Regions from separate parts of the Pan troglodytes genome. Here region 2 is linked to region 1. A link is a contact called in public Hi-C data. All regions are on one chromosome and are shown on one strand. Each heading gives the region's core, a stretch centred on a gene start, on an enhancer-like site or on the middle of the called end of the contact. The rest is flanking DNA. Distances are from core to core; before and after follow the strand shown.

Region 1 (5,744 bases), core at 3,018-5,517:
ACACCACCCCGACGGTGCAGCCTGACTTTAGAGGTATCATCTCCTTTCTAATGTGTGTGTGTTCGTGTGTGTGTGTGTGCCTGTGTGTGTGTGAGTGCCTGTGTGTGTGTGTGAGAGAGAGAGAGAGCGAGAGAGAGATAGAAGTTTCCCTAGGGGAAGGGGGTGCTCTGGGGGAGGGGCGCCCCAGGATACCCGAAGACTCCAGCTGTCCCCAGGTATTTTCCCAGCCAAAAACCTCAGGGGGAGCTGGGATTCCAGGCCTTCCATTCAGTCCCAGGTTTCTCCCTCAGTTTCTCCCTTTTGGAGAGTAGGGAGGACCTGGGATGAATAGAAGAGGAAGTGGCCAGCAGGGAGGCCTGCAGGGGTTACCAATTCTTCTGTTCCCTGAAACCTTTTCTTAGGTCTGCAAGACAGGATCTCTGGCGGACCCCATTCTCCAGCCTGCTCCAGGCATTATACGAGCTCTGGGATGGGGGTGGGCAGTCCCTTGGGGAACTGTCCTCTCTACCCCACCCCCACTCTGTCCCAAGCTGAGGGGAGGGGTTGGACCTCTCCTCTTGAGGGGGGCGCCATTCAGCCTGGAAGGGCCTGAGCAATGGGAAGGGTGTCCACTGGATAGGGGTGCAGGACACTGGGCTTCAGCCTTGGAGTGGTCTTACAGCTCCCCAGTGAGGGACAGCGGGGTGGGTACAGTTCCCTCTCAGGAGTCGGGAACGTCTAAGAGCATATCCCCAAGTCTGACCCTCACTTTCCCCAAGTCGGGTGTGCAGTGGTGTCCAGCCAAAATGAAGAAGGTGGGCACAGGTGGGCATGGGGGAGTCGAGGGTCTTCAGGAGCAGGTGGGGCCATCGCTGGCAGAGATCACAGAGATGTCGTTCCCAGAGTGAGGGCATCGAGTATAGGGAAAGAAAAGGGGAGAAAGACAGGAGTGGATGTTGGGGGAGATGATTTGCCACGGCAAGACAGGGCAAGACTGAGTCACTTTCTCCCACAGCTCCTGTTGGGTCCTTCGGCACCTGCAGTCTAACCCGGGTGCCTCACCAGCTGCCTCTCTCAACACTGACTGCCAGTTCCTTCAAATCGTGGGACTAGTGGCCAGTGGAATCTGGGGAAGTGCCTCACGTGCTTGCACCGCAAGATCAGGTCTCTCTCCTAGAAATCAGTGGTCCCACCTGCAGAATGGGCAGGTTCTTTCCCATTTTGTTGCTATGACAGGCATCTGTAATGGACCCACAGGATCCGAGGAAAGCAGGACTCCATACTACACACACACACACACACACACACACACACACACACACACACTCGCTGTTTTTCCAAGATGAGAAAGGAGTCCTAGGCTCGGTTTCTTCCCCAGCTTCTGTGGGTTCACGCATCCCCTTCCCTGGAAGGAAAGTTTCTGGGGCTGTCCACATGGCAGTTCCGAGGATGCCCTGGGAAGTGGGTGTGTGAAGGGTTGCAGGGCCCTGGATTGTCACAGGGGACAGGGCAGGGCAGAGGGTGGAGCTAGGCAGGACTGGAAGAAAGTGTGCAAGAGCAGGAAGGGGGTTGGATCTGATACCCACCAACCACTCACCACGGCATCTGCGAGGGAGTGCTGGGAATACCTGTTTCTACAGTGGCTCAAATGGACATGATGTGTTATGGTGTTTGTATCCCATTGGTATCTAGCCTGGCACAAGAGGGTGTACCAGAGTGCTGGGAGTGGACAGATGTAGCCACCATCCGCTGAGTGAGGTCTGCTCTGAGCCAGGCTTTGTGCTGGAGGTTTACGGGACTCTGCTTCTATTCCTCATCACAACCCTTAGAGGGAGGCTCCATTTAAAGATGAAGACACAGGCTCAGAGGATTAAGTAACTTGTTAATGACCAAGTTAAGTCACAGGACAGAGCTCAACCTAAATCTGTCACCCAGGAGTTGAGGAGCCTAAGGGGAAGTTTCAGGGTAGCTCTTGCTGGTGTGGAACCAGGCACCTAGGGGAGCCGGGCATGGCTGTGCTGCTCTAGGGTTTGGAGCTTGGCATGAGAGAGCAGCCTGTGGCAATGTCACTGGCTATGGCCAATCCCAGCCTTTGGCGGGACCAGGAGCTTAGCAGCCTGAGACCAGAGACCCACTGGCTTTTCCAGCCTCTGCCCAGCTGCTCAGGGAGTAGGACCGGCTGAGATCAATGGTAGTCAGTTTCAAGTCCCCATGCTAGGGCTCCTGGGTTCCAGGATTGACAAGCCACATTGACACAGAAGCCCATGCCTGCGCTGCTGCAGAGATGCACCTGCATAACGCATAAAACAGTGGATTGAGAATGAAATTCAGGCTTGCTCTGCCCCTGGCTAACTGGGTTACCTTGGACAAGTCTCTCTCTTTCCCCTAACCTGTTCTCCCTGCAAAACCAGTGTTCGGAGCAGGCAGCCTTGGAGCCGCCAGTCTGGTCTCCATGTTCGACACCTCGAGATCATTCATGTAGGCATATGAGGGTTTTCCTGAACCTTTTGGAAATACTTGTTGACTGTTGAGTGCTGACCACTGATGCACATGCCCAGGGCAGTACACGGAACCCTGGAGTTTGTGCCTGCCCAGGAAGCTAGGGACTCCTAGTAGGAGTGGCAGATTCCTGTCCCAGATACACCGGGTACTGGCCACCATTTTCCCAATGATGCCAGGCCCAGAGCTACCAAATACCTACCTAGGAGACCCAGGGTGGCAAGAGGAGGACTCCAGGGGAAGGCCTGTGTGACTAGGCTACCATTCTCGGCTCAACTCTGGCGAGGAACAATCTAAGGTGTGCTCCTCCCTCCAGCCCCACACTGCTGGCAGCAAGGCTGCAGCTCAGACTAATTCCAGGTACATTCTATAGGTGGCATCATGCTACTGGAAATGGCCTCCTTGGAGAAAGAGGCTCTCTTGTCAGCATCTCCAGGCACTGGCGAGCCGAGGCAAGGTTGACACAATCACAGTCTAAACTGCGCGGAGACGGACACCTGAGGGGTGATGGGTATGTGCTGAGGGACAGTCCTCTCCATATGAGGGGTCACTGCTCCAGGTGCATAAGCTTCTTCCGTGCCATCCACCGGTGAGGCCTTGGGACCTGTGGGTGTCGGGGGTCTCTCCTGCCTTCTGCCACCCGTGGGAAGTAAAGGCCTCACTGTGCACCTGGTGGGGGTGCTGGGCGGGCTACCACTAGGTCTACGACAGCATACACCTGCACCAAGTCGCCGTGCCACCAGGCTGTGTGAGAGAACTGGGTCAGTGCACCACGTGTCCTAGCCAGAGAGGCCCCTCCACACTCCCTGGACATCCTGGGGCCACTCTCACCGTCCAGACCCTTGCAGGGGCAGCTCAGACTCCTCTTCCGTGGGCAAAGAGACCAGCCAGAAGTGGGGAGAGGGAAAGCAAGTGGGGCGTCCTGTTCGAGACGGACACTGAGGTCACCAGCAAAGGCAGGCGTCAATCTGACCAAGGCGACCAGGATCTCAGGAGGCTTCACCCAGGACCCCCCGCCCCTCTGGCAGAGAATCCCTGAGATGACTCCTTCCTTGCCCAGATCCAGCCCTGATGGCTTCAATCTTCCGAGCTGGGGGGCCTGTCCCCTATCCCCCCAGCCTCTTGTAGCCTGCGTCAGGAGCAGGGCTGGCACAGCGACAGAGAAGAAAGGTGTGACAGCGACACATCTCACCTCTCCCTTCCACCACCTGGGTGGCTCCAGGCCGCCCGCGCCTCCAGGGCACAGAGCCAGTGGGTCCTCGTGGCCACTGTTCCCGGCCTCCTGGCGCTGAGGCTCCACGCAGCACTCTACCGGCGCCTCCCCCCGGCCCCCGCCCCCCGCCCAGACCCTAGGGCTTTTCCCCTTCTCTCCCCCAGGCGTTCTGCTTGGTTTGCCGGGATCCCAGGCGTCTGCTCAAACTCAATGCGGACTGGTTCACATTTTTTTAAACAAAAGCAATTAGATTTCAATCCCGGTTCATCTGCATTTGCACCTCCAAACGGGGAGGCAGGGGGAGAGGGAAAGGATGGAGAGCGCAGCGGCGGCGAGTGGCACCTTCCGAGCGCTGCAGCTGGCCGGGCAGCCATTGCGCCGGCCACATCTGGCCCGGGCTGAACGGCCGCCGCGGCCCCCTCCCCGCCGGCTCCCGGGGCCCGCGCGCTGCAGCCCGCTCGGCGGCGCGCTCATCGATCGCCGGGGCCGCGGCCGGGCGAGCGGAGAACAAGGTATAGCCTGTATTTAGGTTCCTGCCCTTATATGGCGATGTGCGCGAGCGCCCGCCGAGCGGCCGCACCATATAAGGGCACGCGGCGGGCGCCGGGCTGAGCTGGTGCGCGCTCATTGGCCCGCGCGTCTCTCGGCAACCGGCTCTCACGAGTGGAAACCAGCCAGCCGCCCCCGCCCGCTCCCCGCCCCCTCCCTTTCTTTCTCCCCGGGTATCTCCGCCTCTCGCCTCCGCAACCCCCTCGTTGCTTAACCCCCCTTTTTGCCTGCACCCTCTCCCCAATTTTTCTTCCCGCGGCCTTCCTCCTCCCTCTGCCTCGTTGTCATTCTTCTCCCGTGGCCGCTTGGCCTGTCCTCTCCCGCTCCGCGCACGCTCCCACTCCCACCCCACGCACCCCCTCCCCAAACCCAGCGAGCAACGGCGGAGGAGCGGGAAGGCCCGGATGCGGGAGGGGAGCTTGTGTGCGTGTGTGTCTGTGCGTGTGTGTGTGTGTGCGTGTGTGTGTGTGAGAGAGTGTGTCGCTGCCGCAGTAGCCGCTGCAGCATCAGGTTCACTGCGTGCACGCACGGGGCTCTGGGAACAGTCCGAGTCCGCCCCCCCCCCCACCCCCCTCCGCCACCTCCCCCCTAGATAATCAGAGCAATTAGCTGCAAAAGAAATGTGCTTCCGAGGCTAGGGAAGTGCTAAATCATAAACAGCCCTAGGTACCTCCAAATTAGCATCTCCCAGGGTGTCCCTTCGGGCTGGATTTCTGAATGCAATCATAATAATGGTAAATCGATGTCTCATTTAAAGGTTACTTTAAAAACCTGCCAATTGTTGAGGAAAAAAAAAACCCTGCGTGCGGGGAGAAAAATGCACTAGAAGAAGCACTCTGGGGTTTCCAGGCAGAATGCAGTGGAGCGGTGGCTGCGGGTTGTTGGTCAGGTGCCCAGCGCCGGGCCCACCCGCGGGATGGGAGCGGGCGAAGAGAGAAGGCGTAGCTATTCCTCTGGGGATAAGGCTCTCGATCGCCTCAAACTCAGGCAGAAAGGGCACTGCGGATTCGGGGGCGCCCCTCGCCCCCTCCCCAACCCGCCGAGGCGCGCGCACGCGCACGCATGCACAGGTGTCCGGCTGACCCCTCTGGGGCTGTCACGGTTCCGGCGCGCGTGTTCTGGCGACGCCGTGGGGGCCAGAGCCATCCTCTCGGGGACCCACTCCTGTCCTGAGTTCACCCAAAGGGAACCGCTAAGACAATGGACACCCTAGTGCCCTTAGGGACTGTGCCTGTGACCGAGCTCGCCTCTAGGGCTGCCGCCTGCGGGAGGCGCCCGGCGATGCCCCCTGCTGGGCAGCCTGCGCCTGGAACACCGCGCAGGTGGGGGTCGCGTGGGAGGGCCAGCTAGAGTGGGGGATGGGGACCAGGGCGCGATGACCAGCGCGACCTCCGCCCGTCTTGGGCATCCTCCCTTACCCTCGCCCTCCTTCCCTTCAAAATCTCAAATTCCCTAACCTGGTCCCTACTAGAGGAAGGTGGTGGAAGCGGGCACTGCCAGGGAA
Region 2 (5,609 bases), core at 973-3,472, 120 kb after region 1:
TGTCTTCTTTGGTGTCTGGGACACAGGCTGTTCTTGGCCAGGCCACAGCCTCATCATGCATGGCTCTGCCCGGTGGCTCACGGGCTCTGTCCACAACACCGGGGGACAGGTGCTCTTATCTCTCCCAGGAGTCAGGATGAGACGTGCATGCAGGTATTGCCAGCTTCTCTTGGGATCCTGGGTGCTTCCTCAGCCCTTGGCCGTCCCTTGGCCTGGGCTCCCCACCTCTCTGGCACCCAAGACTGGTGGAAAAGGAAAGCCCTCTGGTTCTGAGTTGAGATCTCAGAACCCTTGGCCTTTCTGCAGGGCCTCCAAAGGCGTCTGGTGGACCCTGCACCTGCTCTGCAACGCCCCCTCCAGGCCTTCTTGCACGGGACAGTGACAGGGAGTTCTGTCTCAGAGCGAGTCCAGCAGGGCCTCCACAGAGTGCAAGGTTGCCTGCCCCGCCTGTGGAAGAACAAGCCTTGTCCCGTTTCCCGGACCCCTCACCCAGTGGCCTCTGAATGTCCCCAATGTGGGCCCCTCCCTGGCTGTCCCTCTTGCTCTCCAAGTCCGAGCCCACCCAGAGCCCAAGCCCTCGGAGGCCCCTGCCACCTGGAAAGATGACACTGGGGCAGGGGTCTCTTCTGATGTCTGTGTTTTGTCTTGTGGGCTTTGGGGTGCCCCTGCCCCTGATACAAAGGGGTTTCAGAGCAGAAATAAAGCCTCAGACAGGTGAGCCTCTGTGGCACATGGCCCCTCGAGCCAGCCATGCATCTGGGTTCAGCCCCTGCCAGGACACTTGACCAGGCCCCTTGCCTTCTCCGAGCTGGGATCATGCTGGGAAGACTGAATGGGACGCAGCCGGTGAAAACGCCTGGAAGAGAGTAAACGCCATTTTCTCTAAGCATATTTATGTATTTAACAACAGTGACGACCATTTGTGAGCCATCTCTCTGTCTTAGGCACGGTGCTACATGCCAACGAAACCTGCTCCCATTGAACCCTGGCCAGCCAGTGAAGAAAGGGTTGGGCCTGGGAGGTGCCACTTTACAGACAGGGGCACCAAGGGGCAGGGTGGCAGGAGGCCCACCGGACGTTCCCCATGAAGTAGCAGTCCCAGCATCCACACCCAGCAGGCACCACGCTGGCCCGCAGCCTCCCTGCCAGCACGCCTGGCTTCCCGGCCTCGGAACTTGATCTGCTCCCTCTTCCGGACACTGGGGCTCCTGCCAAGTCCTGGGCTGGGCAGCAACTGCTGAACATTCTAAGAAATCCCTCCCAGGGTTTTCTCAGGAGCCCGGGTGGGGCAGGAAGTCCCCAGGGGCTGAGGAGACCGTGGCGGCAGGTGGCACCCAGAGCAGCACTCTCCTGGGGCCCAGGCTGTTGGGCCAGAGGCAGGACTGTGAGGCCTAGTGTAGGGCCTCCTGCCAGTGGCCGGCACCTACTTGTGGGGCTGGGGGTTCCCCCAGCAGGTTGGGCTCCCCACCTGACACACTCACAGACCTTGTGCCTTGGAGAGCCAGTGTTCCCGGGGCCACATAGCTATGCCGCCCAGGGGCTGGGCCTGTCCCAGCTCTGGTCCCCCGGCCCCAGGTCCTGGACACTGGCTCCGCGCAGCAGCAGGCGGCCTCCAGAGGACACGATGTGACTGGCTGCCACTACGTCACACTCAGATGAGTCTGCGCCGGATCGACCTGCTGCCGAGTCCTGCCGGACAGGCACGGGCAGGGAGTGAAAATTATCTACCCCTTTTTATTTCTTAATAACTGAATGAAAATAAACATTGGTGGTTTGACAAATAACTACATATTTTCAAACCCAGTCAGTCCAGGGGATGCAGTTTCCAGCTGCGTTATGCAACAGGACACCGCCGAGATGCTCTGAGATGTCCCTTGGCTGTCTCGCGGGTTGTCTCCGGGTTCCCTCCCACCGCTACTCTCCTTTGCCACCCTCTCCCCAGCCCCCACTCCCCTTTCACGCTTCTAAATTCAAGGGCCACACTGTCCCCTGAACAGACCAATCACAATGAGATCCATTATAGTTCCAAAGATACCACGAAAAAAAAAAAACGTGGGGGGTGTCCAGGAATGCAGCCGCACCCCAGAGAGCAGTACAATCAGCTATTGTTGTGCTAGAAGTTTCTCTGTGATAAGAAGGGAATCTAGAAATGCCGCCTTCTGAACTGATTGCAAAACAGAATAGAAAGTTCAAGGCCCCGAGATAGCTAAGCTGGCAGCCCCTCCAGAGCAGCCCCAGGCCACACAGCTGGGCTTTGGGGCTGGCCAGCCCCTGTCCTTGCATGCATCTGCACAGGGCTCCTTGCAAGGGGGCCCGGCTCCATGTCCCCCACCTCGCCCCCTCCCCATCTGGGCCTGGGGCGGCTGAGCTGGCTTCCTGCACTGAGGGGACCCTCCGGCCTCCTTCCTGAAGCAGCTGCCCTTCCCCGAGGGACTCCCGGGTGAGGGCCTCCCACGTTGTCTGCTTTAGTGATGCTGGTTTTCCCACAGACACTGCCTGTCCACCCCGCACAGATGGCATGACTGTCCTTCCCTTGCCCGGGCAGGGATACGGCGGCACAGAGATGGGGGCCGATGGCTAGGACCTGAACTCCAAGCTGTGGGCCCCAGGTTTTTCATCCGCTTAGGCCACTCCCCACTGCCCAGACGTCCCCTGGGGTGTCCGGTTTGCTGGAAGGCCATCACTGGCCTTGAGCTCCCAGTGTCATTTCCGGGTGCTGACGTGTGCACTGGTTCTGACTGCATCATTGGGACCCAGGCCAGGTTGTGCTGGGGCCTGCGCTGCTCCCTCCCCGCGACGTTCGGGGTCCTCCTCGAAGCCACCCCTCCCCGGGCATCTAGGTGTCCAGGCCCTGAGCTTGGCCAGTCTTTCCCTGGGACGCCTGTCCTTGAGCTGTCATCCTCTCTTGATAGCAACCTAGAGGGTAGAAGGTGACGATGTTGGAGTGGGGCGAGGCGTAGAGAATCAGTCCTGACTGAGTGTGGACTCTGGGCCAGACTCCCCCTAGTTTGAATCCAGTTGGTCTCTAAGCAGCTGTGTGACCTCAAGCAGGTGACTTAACCTCTCTGTGCTTTGGTTTCCTAATCTAAAGAATGGGGGTAATAGTAGCCCTGTCCCACGTGGCCATCGTGAGGAATGGCTGAGAGTGTTCGGTAGGTGCCCACCAAGCCTGACCTTCAGCCCAAGCCCCTTGCTGTGTAAACTCAGCACTGTGGCCCAGAATCTCAGACCCCCATTAGTCTGAATCTAGTACTCTTACCATCCCGGGGGCCACTTTTCAGAACCGCTGGTGAGTCTGCTCCTCCCTCCACCAGCACCAGCAGCCACCTGGGAGCCCTGGGCCAGGTTCCCTGCCCTTCCCCAGCAGTGCCAGCCACTCACTGGGAGCCGGCGGCCACTGGTGTTCCCAGGGCAGAAGGCATCGGATGCCACAGCCACAGGCAAGAGGAACCCTGGACCTTGGAGCTTCCTGATGAGCTGCCGGTGGGGCTGTGGGGGCAGGGAGGGCACTGCCAGTCAAGCCCCTGCCACTTCCCAGCCTCCCAGCGTAGGGCCCCCGTGACCCTTCCCACGCTTGGTGGCTCCTGGCTAGCAGCCCCTGCCCTTCATGCGTCCTCAGGTCTCTCCCCAGGATGGAGGCCTTGGCCCAGCATCCCACCCCTGCCAGGGAAGTGAGACCTTCCCAAGGCAGCGGCCCTCCTCCACGGTCCCCTCACCCCTCCAGGGGCTCTGGGGACCCTCCTCCCCTGCTACCCCCTCTCCCAGAGCAGGAAGGCCAACTCTACCACAGTCACTATGCCCCAGGCCCTGTCCCTCAGCTGAAAATAAACCAAGGAAACATACGAATCCTACCTGGGAGACCCCTGCTTGCTGCCTGGCCCCGGGTCACATCCAGCAGACACCGGTAAATGCTGCCGGGGGCGTCTGCTTCCAGGGCCCTCACCCCTAGGCCCAAGCAGTATACACGGGGGCTCAGGAACTGGGGCCACCTGGGAACATGAGACCTGAGTGTCACAGCAGCCTCTGTGGGTGGGCAGGCCCGGGACTCCCTCCCTGACCGAGGCAGGCTGGACACAGGTTTGCAGCGACCCGAGGCTGTGGCCGGGTCTGGGCGGCCTTCCCAGATTGGATGCCCATTCTCTCGCCCCTCTGTGTTCATGGCCTCCAGCCAGGGCAGGGCCCTCTCCCCAACCTCTGGTCCAGTTTGACTCTGAGCCACAGTCAGGCTGAGTGAGCATAGCACGTCCCCAAATTCCATGCCTCCATTTGCTCATTTGTGCAATGGTCCAGGGACTGCTGGCGCACAGGGTGCCATCAGGGCTGGAGAAGCAGCGGACAGAGACAGCTGGGCCAGTGCTGCCATCCCAACCCCTGGCCTCCAGCTCTCACACCTGCTGGGGGGCAGTCACCTGAGCCCTTGGCGGGTGAGGCCAGATGTGAGGCTGTGTGTGACTGGGGTTTGTGTGGGGCAGCAGTGATGGGGACACTCAAGTCAGATGCAGCTGTGTCCACTGAGCTGGAGGCCACCAAGCGGGGCTCACCACGCAGGGCAGACCCTAATCTTGAGGCTACATCATGAGGGTCTCCAACAGGCGGGCCCACGGGAAGTGCTTTCTGTGCTTGGCCCTTCATGCTTTGCCTCTGGTTCCTGAAATGGGCACTGGAGGTGGGCACAGTTACTGTCCACATTTCACAGGTGAGCAAAGTGAGGCTTAGAGAAGCTAAGTGACTTGTCCAAGGTCACACAGCAAGAGAGGGGCCTCGATCAGAACTAAAGGGCCCATGGTGCACAGGCAGAGGTTGCCATAGAGCGACGAGGGCCTTCTCAAACCCGGCTGTGAGCAGAAACCTCTCCCGCCCCCCCGGGCCCACCATGGTGACCTGCGGAGTGCCTCCATGCGCCGAGATCGCTTATCAGCCCATCAGCACTGGTCACGGCCACTTTTATGGTCTGTGTTCTCTCGTGTGTCTGTATTCGTGCGACGTTCCTTCATTCAGGCAATATTTGCTGAGCATGCAGGAGGCCCCCGTTTATTCATTTATCATCTAGCAAACACCGCGAGGCGGCTGCCAGCTGGGGCCGGGCTGGGTGCTGCTCCCGGGTGGGGGCGGGCATCACGGGGCACTCCGTGGCGGATGTGGGGAGGGTCGTGATGGGGAGGGACGTGCTAGGTGTGCACAGAGATGCTGGGGTGCAGGAGCGGGTGTCTCTCTGAGCACATGGCCCGGAAACTGAGGGCTGTGCGTGCACTAATGTGGGGGAGAGACCAACTTCCTTTCACTGGAGCCCTCAAAGTTTCTGGCAGGGATAACCAGGATCCTAGCGTCTGACACTAAGTTCAGGGAGGTCACAGGACGTGCTGGAACCAGGAGTTCAGGGTTCAAGCCCAGGCCTTTCTCCTCATATTGAACGGGCCTCTCCTGGGACCATGGGGTGCCCTTGATCCAAAGCCCCCAGTGAGGGACATCTCACGGTATGTGGGGATGGGCCTTTGCCATAGCAGCCCATGCAAGGCCTTGGGGCCAGAGCCAGCCCGGCAGGGACTCTCCTTGCACTATTCTTCACATACACCATTGAGGACAAGAGGAAGGGACACCCCTGGCCTGGC

What was found. A called contact is a pair of places that touch in the nucleus more often than the background predicts.
Region 2: a contact with region 1 is called in a Hi-C map of stem cell-derived neural progenitor cells, with 1.9 times the contacts expected there. The contact joins two enhancer-like sites. A contact is called at or near these places in 2 of 7 Hi-C or Micro-C datasets (induced pluripotent stem cells and stem cell-derived neural progenitor cells).

Annotation. Positions count from the first base shown.
Region 1 is chr19:92,826,159-92,831,902 of NHGRI_mPanTro3-v2.0_pri, forward strand. No RefSeq gene overlaps it. Among named protein-coding and RNA genes, the nearest start is that of CBX8, 12 kb to the left of the region's middle. Within about 2 kb of position 4,268, at least 16 of the 24 cell types and tissues checked have an H3K27ac peak or open chromatin away from gene starts, as enhancers often do. A contact at or near this core is called in stem cell-derived neural progenitor cells, where this site is marked.
Region 2 is chr19:92,944,444-92,950,052 of NHGRI_mPanTro3-v2.0_pri, forward strand. No RefSeq gene overlaps it. Among named protein-coding and RNA genes, the nearest start is that of CBX4, 88 kb to the left of the region's middle. Within about 2 kb of position 2,223, at least 7 of the 24 cell types and tissues checked have an H3K27ac peak or open chromatin away from gene starts, as enhancers often do. A contact at or near this core is called in stem cell-derived neural progenitor cells, where this site is marked.